Linked DNA regions of Oryzias latipes: region 2 is linked to region 1. The links are chromatin contacts, called in public Hi-C maps. All regions are on one chromosome and are shown on one strand. Each heading gives the region's core, a stretch centred on a gene start, on an enhancer-like site or on the middle of the called end of the contact. The rest is flanking DNA. Distances are from core to core; before and after follow the strand shown.

What was found. Hi-C and Micro-C count contacts between places; a contact is called where the count stands out from the background.
Region 2: a contact with region 1 is called in a Hi-C map of embryo, with 2.1 times the contacts expected there. The contact joins the promoter of c15h6orf118 here to the enhancer-like site in region 1. A contact is called at or near these places in 3 of 5 Hi-C or Micro-C datasets (embryo and fibroblasts).

The regions. Positions count from the first base shown.
Region 1 is chr15:26,428,938-26,435,372 of ASM223467v1, forward strand. All of the region lies in intron 1 of pde10a (cAMP and cAMP-inhibited cGMP 3',5'-cyclic phosphodiesterase 10A), which reads left to right. Among protein-coding and RNA genes, the nearest start is that of pde10a, 15 kb to the left of the region's middle. Within about 2 kb of position 3,389, at least 4 of the 8 cell types and tissues checked have an H3K27ac peak or open chromatin away from gene starts, as enhancers often do. A contact at or near this core is called in embryo, where this site is marked.
Region 2 is chr15:26,472,913-26,479,347 of ASM223467v1, forward strand. c15h6orf118 reads left to right here and starts at 3,472. Exons shown (of 11, transcript XM_020709715.2): 1 at 3,472-3,560; 2 at 3,752-4,303; 3 at 4,385-4,501. The coding sequence starts at 3,767. It overlaps pde10a (cAMP and cAMP-inhibited cGMP 3',5'-cyclic phosphodiesterase 10A), which reads left to right. Exons shown (of 22, transcript XM_023963192.1): 22 at 1-661.

The DNA of each region.
Region 1 (6,435 bases), core at 2,139-4,638:
TGTACCTTACTGCCACCTTCTGTTCTAGATTGTATTAGATTTTCTATCCCTACCCATTACACAGTGGCGGTTTTTGATATGGGCGATGTGGGCGGTCGCCCAGGGCGGCACTTCATAGGGGGCGGCATTTGCCGTGCCCGATGCGTGCGTTGCACATATTGTGCTATGATATTCAAAGAGGAAGCTTGAAGCCTTTAATTTGAAATTGCTTCAGCTGCCGACACTTAACACTTTTGTTCGGACACATCAGACTCTTAAGAATGTCTTCATACTATTTGCTCTTCACACTTATGGTGCAAAAAAAAAAAAAAAAAAAGATGAAATAACTCAGAGTGAAACAACGTAAAACAGGCACATGAAAAGGAATTAGGCAGAACAATCACCGGTGCTCAACCCAATTTCGACAAAAGCAGGCAATGGGGATTATTTCCCACAATTCCTTGCTCTGACACGGCAGACCCGACACGCACGTGACCACCGCCCTCTGCTGCAAGACGCTTGGGAGTAAGTCAGTGTAGAACCGCCACTGCCATTACAAATGAGTTAGCAAAAGCTCTTTTAGTTAATGTTTAACATAATATAATAATAACATAAATTATGATGGTTTGGGTCAGTTTTCTTTTAGATATATGTTAAGTGTATACCAAATGTTTTCCTTGTTATAAGTAAAAAGAATTGTCAAAATTACTTGTATATTTTATTTTGGTAAAACTTCTGCAAAATAAGGTGAGATGTCCTGTACTTTTAAGACAAAATTTACTCTTAAAATTAGCGATAAACAATCATATTTGGGTATACTGCTCCGATAGTTGGAAATTATGTCTTAAAATAAGCATATTGTTTAAATAAGTATATGTTTCAAGTCAGTACATTTAATATGAATACATACGTTTGTATTTATCCCACCAAAAAACATCCCATTTTAGGTGCTATAACAGCCCATCTATCTTTATTTCTAGACCAAATAAAATAAGACAAAAAATGTACACATTTTAGGATAAAGTTGTTAAAAATATTTGTAAATTGTAAATACATTTTTTTTATTAGTGATATTACTTAAAATAATATATTTTCTAGATGCATGACAATATTTTTAAACATTTATTGTCTTAAGCCAAGTTATCATATAATACTGAAAGGTTTCTTGTCATTTTTTGTTTTAGGTGTAAAAAGACATTTAAATTAGACAAACATATTTGGTAATATTTATGTTTTTACAGTGTTTAAGGAGGAAAATCATATTTATCAAATTTGACCCCACCTAATAGAAAAGTGTATTGGTAGGTAATGCATTCACAGGGTTAATTAACTTGGAATATTCAATGAAAATTGCATTAATTAACAATATTTTGAGCTTTTATAAATTTGTATTTCATAAGATACAAAAAAATGTTGTTCCAAGAGATGATTTTGTTAAAATTTATGCTAAAGATTTTTTTTGAATACAATAAACACAGACAGAACTGAGCATGTGCACTGAGATCACATGTTTAAGCGCACCAACCACAGAAAGGTGAATCACTGAGCGGCTAAATAGTGAAGAGCAAACAGGGAAATTAAACTTGTGTACATAAAAAATTTATTTGTTTGCTCAAATCAAGTTGTCACTCATTTGAAATTAGTTTTCACTTAAACTATCATTTCCGTGTTCAAATAGTACTGTGTGCTCAAAATCCCCCACAGGGTATTAACGCTCATAAATTCAGATTTGACAGAGCAGGAAGTGAAGAAATTGTTTATTTCCAACTGTCAGGAGGTTTGTTTGGGTAAAAGTGTGACTTTTGACCAAAAGAAACCTGTCAAAAATGAGGTACTTTAGTTTGAAATGTTGCTAAAATAGGTAAATAAAAGACAAAAAAGGGTCATTTTTACCGAAAGTTATGACAATTTTTTCTAACAAAACAAAAAAAATTAACTAAAGAAATAAGAATTACAAAAACAAACAAATGAACAAACCCAACATATCACATAAAGAAACACATTCCAAAATAAAAAAGATGGCAAAGGAAATGTAAGGATGGACGGACCGACAAATGGACAGACAAATGCAGACCGATAAATGCAGTTTCAACAGGGACCAAGCCAGTGTCCTGCTTGTGCTGGACCGATATAGACATGGGAAAGGGTTGCATACCCCTCCCCAAACGCGATGGTCTGCAAAAAACAAAAACAAAACAAAAAGAAGCATAAAAAAAAATAAAAAAGAAGCAAACTAACAAAAAATAAGAAGCTACGAAATTTGAACATAAAATAAAAGACAGGAAGAGCAACAAGGCCGGATATAGACATGGTCAGGTTGGGGGCAATGCCCCCCTAAATGCGATGAATCACAAAAGACAACATAATGCACAAATAAAATAAAAATAAAAGACCAAAATAACGTAAGGATGGACAAATGGACAGACATAAACAGGAAAAATAAATAAATAAATGCAGCCTCAGCAGGGACCAAGCCAGTGTCCTGCTTGTGCTGGTCCCAAGCCGGGTAAACGCAGAGGGTAGTGTCAGGAAGAGCATTCAACATCAAACTTATAAAACAGATCAAAGGGGAGAACAGATATAGATGAACTTGTTTGGTGATAGCAGGTTTTCTGCGCATTTAGGGGCTCAGGGAGATAAGTCACCCCAAAATCTAAGCACACCCTGATATTGCACCTTTACCGCATGGTGGGGCTGGGTAAATCCAGGTATCAAGTGTCAGATTCACAACAGTCATATGGCTGATTAGACATAGGCTACAAATTCATATCTAACTGCATTTATAAAAAGTGGTTCTCATGCTATAGCGTTTTAATGGTTTCAGAAGGTTTGTAGAATTCCTATTAAGAGACAACAATGACATGACTCTTTTTCTCTGATGAAGCCTCTTGTGAAAAAATAAAAATAAAATGCGTTTCATAACTTTAAGCGAAAACAAAGATGTCATGTTTTCTCTTGAGGGCGTCTGAGGGGGAAACAAGCCTTTTCCTGTGGGTCTGTACAGTCTGACAGCGCTTAGTCAAAATGGCAATAATGAGGGTTGCAGGGGGGCAGGTAATGGTGTGCCGCGATATGTTATTTCCATGAGCTTAAATTATGCACCCATCTCACATTTGTCCTAATGGATCACGGTGCAGTGACGTCCATTGACGTCACGAATCAGATGAGCTGCACTGCGGCCGCATGCAAATCCGAACATGGCAGGGCTTTGTGCAAATAAGGACCTGCTTTTTTACTATGGCATTTTCCATTTAAGTAAACAGAGGCAGTTATATGCTCTTTGGTTGTTGAACTAGTTGCAAGCCAAGCTGTGAAGATGTGCATAGCTCCCTCAGCCCCCCAGGGACCCTGTATTTTCATGGGCCTGCTTCTGACGTCAATGCTCCGGCTGTCCTGTGGATTGTCAGAACAGACTATTCAGTTGGGGGAGGGGACTGGAAGTCTCTGTAGTGTGTGTGTGCGTCTGCTGCATTTGATGCGTGTAGATGTGCTCCTGTGTGCCGTTGCATGTGATCTGTAAATGGTTCACTTGCATCCATGTGTGCACCAAAAAAAAAAAAAAAAGCTGGTACAATGGCTTGAATCTGAGATGTGCTTCAGTGGATGAGGTCTTCTCACGTGGAGGGGAAGGCTGCAACTGCAGCCCTCGTGTCGGGCGACGCTCGGTGCACATATCCGAAAGTGTTTGCAAAAAGCAGCCGAGAGGAGAGAACAGTCAAGCTTGGCTGCGGACCGCTCACCCGTCGGTCAGCTGTTGATCTCCAGCTCTTTCACCCAGCGGCCGCAGGAGCCTCACATGTTTGACAGACCCATCCCTCCTTAAGTGAGACTTCAACCCAAAGGTTCAGCCTTTCTGGGCTGTGTTTGTATCCATCGACAAACGGATCTGGGAATTGACGAAGAAAAGAGGCCAGTTCATTGAGACCAAAATAATTTTGTTTTAGCGTTTTTTTTTCTCAATGTTAAAAACAAGGCTAGAAATACGTCAGAAATTTCTAAAATTGGAAAATTTTCTTGAAATAAGCAGCAACAAAAAGGCCAATGGGGAAAGAAAAATAATCTTACCAAAAATTAATGGAAAAAAAATACTACTCACTATAACATGTTTTCTTAAACTAAAATTATGCTTTCTTGATAAGATTAGTTTTCTTGCAAGACAAAAATTAAGAGAACTTTTCTTTTCTCTTGGAATTTCTTAAGATTCAGTTTTTGCAGTAGCTCTTTTCACCGTGCGAAAGTCAAAAAATAGGGCAAAAGTTTACAAATCTTGGGAAGAAAACCACAAAAAATAGTAAATTATCAGTCCGTGCAGCAAGTCATTTTAATTATCAAGTAATCAGATATCAAAGGAGTTACACACAAGCATTCAAGTAAGCATTTGCTAGTTGGGAACAAATGGTTTGTACTTTTTTGAGTTTTTATGAACAGTAACACAAAAAAATAGTGTAATAAGTGGAAATGACTCATTTTAGAACGAACGTGAACAAAACGAGAATCTTATTTGGACAGTGCTGATTTTGAGAAGAGTTTGGAAAGGTCTTAAGCAAGGAAAAGTTAAAACAACTGAAAACCTGCTCAAATATCCTTCATGTCTAAAAACAAAGTTTAAAATCTTTGCAAATAGTCTGCAATAAAGTGAACATGAGAAAGCTTCGGCGGCAAAGCCCTCCTCTTCATCATGCATTTGATGAAATCTAGAAACCTTTTTCAGTTCGTTTCTATTATTTAACACTGAGAGAAACGGTTTCCTTAATGAAACATTTACCATGAAAAACATGAGGAAATAACAAAGATGCACAGTTTGGAAGATCGTGGAAAAGCTCCAAATTGAGATAAAAATAATATTTAGACATCATGTTTAAACAATATGTACATATATATTCCATTACGGAAAAAATCAAAACTGGATGGAGCCACTTACATCTTATAATGATTTCATAGTAAAAAATAGTAAATAAAACTAATACAGCCAGTAAAATAATTTAGGATTATGACACCATGACTATATATTTATTAGCTAAAATGATTGGGTTAGACTGAAACAGGTTTACTTTATTATAATGGAAGCTGTGTCACCATCAACAGTTGGCATTTTCAGGACAGTTGTCTTTATTTTTGTGTGGATTTTTTGTCGACTTTGCATCTGCTGTGTTCACTTTAGAATAGTCTCTTTTTTGTCCTGCATTTCAAATATTCTGGTGTTTGGTTTGAACTTTTCTGCTCTTTCTGCTTGTTCTCAAATTGCTTTTGAACAAGCAAAATTTTTCCACCAGATGTTAAAATCGGCATCATGTCCTGTTTGCACCTATTTTCTTTTAAAAGCATTCTCTTCTGTGTGTTTTTTTAAAGCTGAGAATCAGTTTGGCAAGATTGTTTTATTTAATTTCTATTTTTTGTTAAACTTGCAATAATTTATTAAGACATCAAATGACAGCATAACAATTAAGTTCTCCCTTCGTTCAGGAGCAAAATAATCTGTGAAATGTAGGAAATGTCACAGACAACAATCTATGAAGGCTACTTATCAGGGACAAACTAATATTCAGGGGCAATGCAATTATTTTGTTCACTTTTGTGAGATTACTGAGCAAAATGCATGTTTGTCAGTCATCAAAGCAGTGTTGTTTACCTGCTTTGTGTCCTCAAGGGATCTGTCAGTCAATTTGGATCAGTGCTGATCCCAATAAAGCAGCAGATTTCTGCAGAAACGGAGGAGGCTGTGCTCAGTTTGTTTCACTCGTCTTGTCTTTTTTAAACAGTTGAACGATTTGGCAGCAAAAAGGCGACAAAAGGCTCGGGGAAAACGGAGTGGAGGGAAGCTTTGTCCGAGCTGCGGCGCCTCGAAAAGGATAAACTTTCAGAGATTGAAACCAAACAGTTTTGCCCAAAACAAGTTCTTCCATAAACTCAGTCACCTTTGCAGAAAATGCAACAATACCATTAGAAATATGAGATTTTTACTTCTGGTCTTAAGATGATTTGTAAAATCTGGTATTGCGATGGACAAAAACAAGTTATTCTTCTGTTCCTTTCATACTTTATGTCATTTTAGACTAGAGATTCAAACTTAAAGACTTACTGCTAAATAATTATTTCATCTTTTTTGTTTAATTAAGCTGTCTTTTATGCTAATGTGCTACTGAAGAGCTGATAGGACAAATCATACAATTTCTTCCATTAAAACTATGTAAAAGAAACTTTTATTTTCCCCTTTGGCCTTTTAACTTGATCAAATCGATTTGCAAGATCGTATTAAATATTTCCCTGTTTTCCCTACATTTACTGACCTTTCTGCTCTGTCTGATAGAGCAACACGATGCGGTGCGTGACCCCTGGAAGTGCCAGCTCCTCACGAGTATTGGAATGTCAGTAATTGATAGTTAGTCACACTTGCTGACGTAGAACGCCACAACTCCCACACCTCTCTGTCTCGATATGATCAGTATGTGATGCTGC
Region 2 (6,435 bases), core at 2,222-4,721, 44 kb after region 1:
GATTTCCACGAATGTTCTGTTTGGTGGTCTGAGTTGACGCACTGTCGTTTGGCTCCGCCTTCTCCGTGTTACCTTTCAGAACAGCTCCCAGCAGGCGTCGACCAGGAGCAACCGCTGGCACGCACCTTACCGGAGCTGCGTAAGACGGGAACGGGTTGTGCAGCTCCTGGGGTTCAGTGGACTCGAACCTTTGCTCTGATGGTGCTGAACAGATGGGCAGCCATGCACTTTCTGAATGAGTGCGTTTGCGTGTGTTGGTGAATGCATGCGAGAGCGAAAGCCGTTTCACCCTCCACCCACCTCAGCCCCTCCCGACCACATGTTAAGTCACTGCACTGTCCCTTCCACTTTTTAGCACCAGTTATATCCCACCATCTGCACTATGTTTAGCTTATGATCTTTATCATTAGCGCTATTATTATTATTATGTCTATTGTTATTTTCTTAATTAGAGTTAAATTTTAATTAACTTATATTTTTTATACAAAGAAAAACAATGTTGGCCTTTTTTCTTTTTTGTACAAAGTAAACATAAAAGATAAATTAAACAGTCTAGACATGTTACTGTTACCCAGAATAACTGAGGAATGTCTCAACTGTAAATGTAAGAGCCGTAGCCCAAATGACTTTTATTAAATATGTCTCTAAAAAAATAAAAAAAGGTGTCTGTGTTTTAAATGTTGTGCTTGAAAATTCACGTTAGTATTGGTTGCATCTCAAGAACAACTAAAACAAATTCCCATTTCAACTCTTAATTGTTCTAACAGTTCAAAGTAACATGTTTTCTTGATTATAGGTGTTTCATCCCACTGCCTTTAGCTCACATCACTGCACAGGTTTGGCGTATCAATAGTAATTTCATGAAAAAAATTCCTTTTCATAGTACGAGCAAAGCAGTTTTCCTTAGCCCATCCCATTTATTCTTAGTAAGTTCAAAGACCCACTCCGATCATTTTATTATCTATTTTTTGAAGCATCTGCAATGTTTTTTTTATTATTATTATGTTGTTGTTTTTAGTCTAAATCCGAAAACCTATCTTGTTTTCTAGGACATAGTTTTTGCAGAGCAGCAGGAGTTTATTAAAAACTCACCTCTGAGTTGTGGGCGGGACCAATAGCCCAGAAAAACCCCGCCTCCTCCCCATTGCTGGGAGTTGGATGTGTATGCACTCTTTTGCTAGCTTACAGCCCCTCATTTACATTTTACTGCAACAATTTAATTAAATAAATGTCAACACTACATGACCAGTGCAACAAAAATGGCGAGCAATATTAGAGCTATCTAGCCGTACAGTTCAAAACCAGATTCCAGCTCAGACGAGGAAAACAAAGAGGTCCATGGATCTATTTGTCTGCAAGTGGATGCATCAGAATGGAGCAGAGCAGGGAGCTCGTGGCCCACCCAGCGTATTTTGTCCAGCACCAACACTATGTTTTCCATGCAGTATTTTTTTTATCTGCTCCTGATTTACAACAATTTCAATAAAGGAATACTCAGAAATGCTATTTTGAGCTTAAATTTCTTTATATACGTCACAAGAACATGTTAGAGTGGATCTGGTGATGGACTGTATTTAAAAAGGATTTTTGATTCCTTCTGAGTCACTGGTTTCTGTTGTGAGTCTGTTGAATCATGGCATCATTTTCCTTTGCTCCAGGTAAGGAAAAAGCATTTACTGCAGGTAAACCAGTCAACAGCTACTTTTTAATTTAATTTATTTTATTTTGATCATACTAACTAGTGAGTGTTTTTTCTTAGGAATATTTAGCTTTTAGGTCCCTAAAACTTTGACTTTTGCATTTAAAATGTAGTAATACTTCTAAACTTGGCTAAACTCGAACAACACACTTTAATGTTTGGTTCCCGTTTCTTAAAAGTTATTTCTATAGTTGTTTAATAGTTCTTCTTCAAACATGTATTATTCTGCTGCTTTAGGTTTTAATGATCTAAAAAGATTTAAACATCTCTTAGGAGCTTCAGCAAAAATCCTCACTTATAGCGACTATTTTGGGGGACATGTGTTTTTATTTATGTTCTGTTTAGGAACAAAATGTCGAGCAGCTAGAAAAGACAAACTAAAGTTTGATTTAACGCTTGTGTTTCAAGCATTTTATCTAAACATGCAGAATGTGAGTGATGATTTGCTTGGGACTGCTGAAGAAAACATGCATGGAGCTGTTTTGTTCTGTTAACCTGTTGCAGTTGCAGCGCCTCTGGTGTCACGAGGCTGCAGACCTCCTGCAGAGGATACTGGATGCAGCTGCTGAGGCATTTGGATTCCATTTAGATCCAGGCTCTCTGTTTTTCTAAAAATGTTCCGTAAAATGGATTTTAGTCTTCATAATAAAATCTATAGATCCTAAATTTTGACGTTTTAAATTAATTGTCATCTTACGCACTGTTATCATTGGCAAAATGTGGTCCATGTAAGTGTACAGCAAGTATTGGTCTACACTAAAAGTGAGCCAGTTTACATTTTATTTAGTATTGTAAATGTTCCAATTTAGTCTGAAAAAGTATTCAGTTACCGTAGTTTATCCAACTGGTACATGGTCTATACTTTAGATCTACTTGCTTTATACCTATACTCAAGTATACTTTAAGAAAAACTTTAAGTGAGGTACTTTTTCAAGTGTAGTACCATTTTATGCATAGCCTATATTGCATCAAACGATCCTGGAGACTATAAATATAACATTTTATTGTGTTGTTTCAGTAAACTATGAAACTTCACTGGTTTTCTGCTCGTTTTCCCCCATTTGTGGGGTAAGAAATATAGATTCAAGGCAATTTACTGATGCATCACTATTTTCTTTCACTATTTTCACCCATAAAAACCCATGGTGACATCAGTGTAACAGAAAAAATATCAGAATTTTTTTTGCTGGTCCATTTTGTATGTGGTATATTCTACAATATTTACTATTTCAGGGAAAAATTGGTTACTGTTAGCTAGCCCCTCTTAAGTACTTGCTGTCATCATGTTTGATTTGTTTGAACAGACTTTTCAATAAAGCTAAATGTTTTGTTGTTGTTTTTTCTCTTAAAACTCCATGCGCTGTCTGCGGCTGCGCACATTTGTCTATTTTCAACATTTCCTCGTGTTGCCTTTGGGAAACCTGGAATTTATCAACGTCGTTCGAATTCCTCCATCGACTACTGACGCGACTTCGCCGCAAAAAATGTTTAAACTCTTTTCATTTAGTATTTTCGTAAAACCATATGTTTTTATAAAATCCATCAACAGTTATGAGCACCCATAAATATTTTTAGCTAACACGAATTTTCAGACAACGTAAAACTCTTAAAATGAATACATAAAAAAATGTAGCGCTTATCTAAATTTTAACCCCTTTACTGCGCAGATATTTGTATGTTTATGGCAAAGAGCTGCTGTCACACAAGGCACAGCCGTTATTTGGTTTGGAACCTAAACTGTCATTTGTACGATCATTACCGTGACAGTGAACGCAACACAGGCTTGTCTCCTTGGCAACCTGGAAACGCTCGAACTGACGTCCCAAGGATTTGATTCTGTTAAATCTCAGCGAGTTAGCAGGTAAAACGTCACTTTTCTGAATATTTAGCAACAAAATTTGCAAATGCAAATATTTTGTGTTAAAGTTATGTTTAAAAAAAAAAGGGTCAAAATTGTCTTTTGATTTAGTTTTGCGATATTTGCAATATTTGTGCTACAGAAACAGATTTTAAGAAGCCAAATAAAGATGTTTTGTTAAAACAACACTGCAGTGTGTTTTCACAGCCATGTCCAGCAGCTGCAGGCAGAAGCAGGGTTTCCACAGACGGCTCCAAGCTGCAGGATCCACTCAGAAGGCTGATCTCCTGACCTGCCCCACGGGTCACCCAGGGCCCGGCAGCCCGAGCCAGAGCCAACCCCCCAAAGGGACGAAGCCTTATAGTGAGAGGACGACCCAGGGACGGGAAGACACTCCAAACTCCCAGAAATGGAAAAAGACACAGACCCTAACCTGCGAGAAGAAGAAGGAAGTAAAAAAGCAGGCTTCCAACTCTACTATAGTGGATTCGGAGGTTTTGAGGTCAAGGAAAAACGAGGCCAAATTTACGTCACCGCATTCACGCACTACAGAAAACACACATCCAGGTAAGAATGGCAGCTCAGCCTCATTTTCAGGCCTTCAGGAAGAAGCCTCCTCTTCATCCAAACAACCCAAACAGTCCTCCATCCAGGAAGGCCTGAGCTCTGAAGCCTTTGACAGGCGACCTCTGGCCCAGCAGAACATCTGGGCGGGCGGAAAGCTTCATGAGAGCAAACTGATTAAGGTCAGGGATGGTCACACCGTCTATGAATGACATGCTCGCTCTGGCTCCTTTTATGACTCTCTGATTCTCTTCCATACAAAGAAACTGAAGTCTGTGCAGAGCTGGCCCAGCAGAGACCGCCTCTCCGTGTGCGGTGACGTCTTTGATGATGTATGTGAAGGCTTGCCATTATTTGGACGCATCCTGAGGGAAATTAAGGTTTTTCCATTTCCTCTCTACCCACTAGCACATTTTTAGCATGGGCCGTCGAAAGTTAGAGCCGAGAGAGAGAGTAGGTCCCTGGTGTAGGAGTGCAAGTAGAGCAACCACGGGAACCTGGCCGGCGTGCATCAGGGAGCGTGACTTTAGGGGGGGGCAGCCACTCCACCATCGCGCACGCTCGTAAAATGATGTCCTGTGAGCTCGATTCCTTCCACATGAGAGCAAACCTACTCAGAATGTTTAGGATATTTATTCACCTTCATTTGTTGGAGTGAGTGGACCGTTATGTCTTTTTATGGGAACTGCAGAAACAAATATTTGCATAAGAGAATTAAAAAGAACCCTGCAAAAATCCCCAAATCTCCACAAAACCACTAGTTTTTAGTTCAAATATCTTGATATAAGACAAAAATAACCTCATAGTAACTCGAAAAATCCATTTTAGGAAAATAAATAGACTCTTGTTTCAGAAAATTCTGTCCTTTTTTGTCTTGCAAAAAAAATCTTATCAAAAATCAAAAAGCATCTTAATATAAGAAAGCATGTCCTAGAATTTTTTTAGATTAAATTAAGGATTCTAGGTAAAACTATTCAACTCCTCTCCAGCAATTTTTGCTTTTTTTTTTTAAAGAAAAATGATCAAATTTGAAGAATTTTTGACGTATTTCTAGGAGCCTGTTTTTGCTGATTTGTTGAAGAGCAATTAATGTTGAATATCTTGCTGGGTTGTTTTTACACAGTATTTTAAAGCAGAAGTTTTATTTTTGAACGGAGATGGGTTTTGTTTCAACAAACAGATTTGCTTTATTTTAAAAAACTGGAAACTTTTGTTTTGACTTGTAATTTACATTCAATTTTTTTGACAGATGTAGCTTAAATGTGTCATTCTATTCTTATTTCTAAATGATTCAGGGCTAAAAATGACTGCTCTAGTGCTTAAAATAGGATATTTGGGGGTTATGAGTGTAAATAAACGTAATGTAAATTTATTTTTACAAATTTGAGCAATACACATATTTTAGATCAATTTAATTCTGTTTACCAGAGCAAAAATACCTTAATATGATTATTTATGTGGCTAATTTCAAGGTTTATATTGGTTTAAAAAGAGCACACTGCAAAAACTGAATCTTTAGAAAGTTTTAACAATTTCAACATATTTATTTCTGTCCTGCAAGAAAAAAACCCTATCAAGAATGTTTTTTATGAACAAGAATAATCTACCCACTTGCAGAAGTTTTTGCATCTTTTCTAAGAGAATTTTTTTAAAATTTCAACAATTTTTTGACTTATTTAGGGGCTTGTTTTTGCAGAGTAATGATTTATTTTACGACAATAAATCTTAAATATCTTGATGAATCATTTGATCTTGAAACCTCTTATATTTTGCAATATTTCTAATGAAACACAATTTTACTTTACATTTAAGTGGAAGTGGAAGAATTCTAGTCTTATTTTGGGATGATTGTGGTAGAGAAATTAGGAGATTTGAACAGTTGTAGCTCCTATCCTCCTAGGATATTTTGGAGGGATAAATGTACAACTTTATATACTTTAAAGACATAAAGCTCTTTATTTGTGCAACACACGCTAATTTCAATGCATAATATTTTTAATTAATACCTTAATATGTCTATTCTAGGCTAACTTCAAGATTTAATTTTGTTTTAAAGGCAACTAATTTCACTTGAAAAATATTATGTCTTAAAATTAGCATTGCTCAAAAAAATAGTTTTATACCCAAATATTAAGAGATGCAACATCCCGTCATCTTAAAGTAAGATCAGAATTACACATTTAAAGATAAAATTGTCACAAATATCATCATTTACAATAAAACGTCTGCCTAAAAATATTATGTAAAACTTAAAAAAACACTTGTTTCGTCAGACATGTTTGGTCAAGACGTTTTCAAGATCAAATCACTTAAC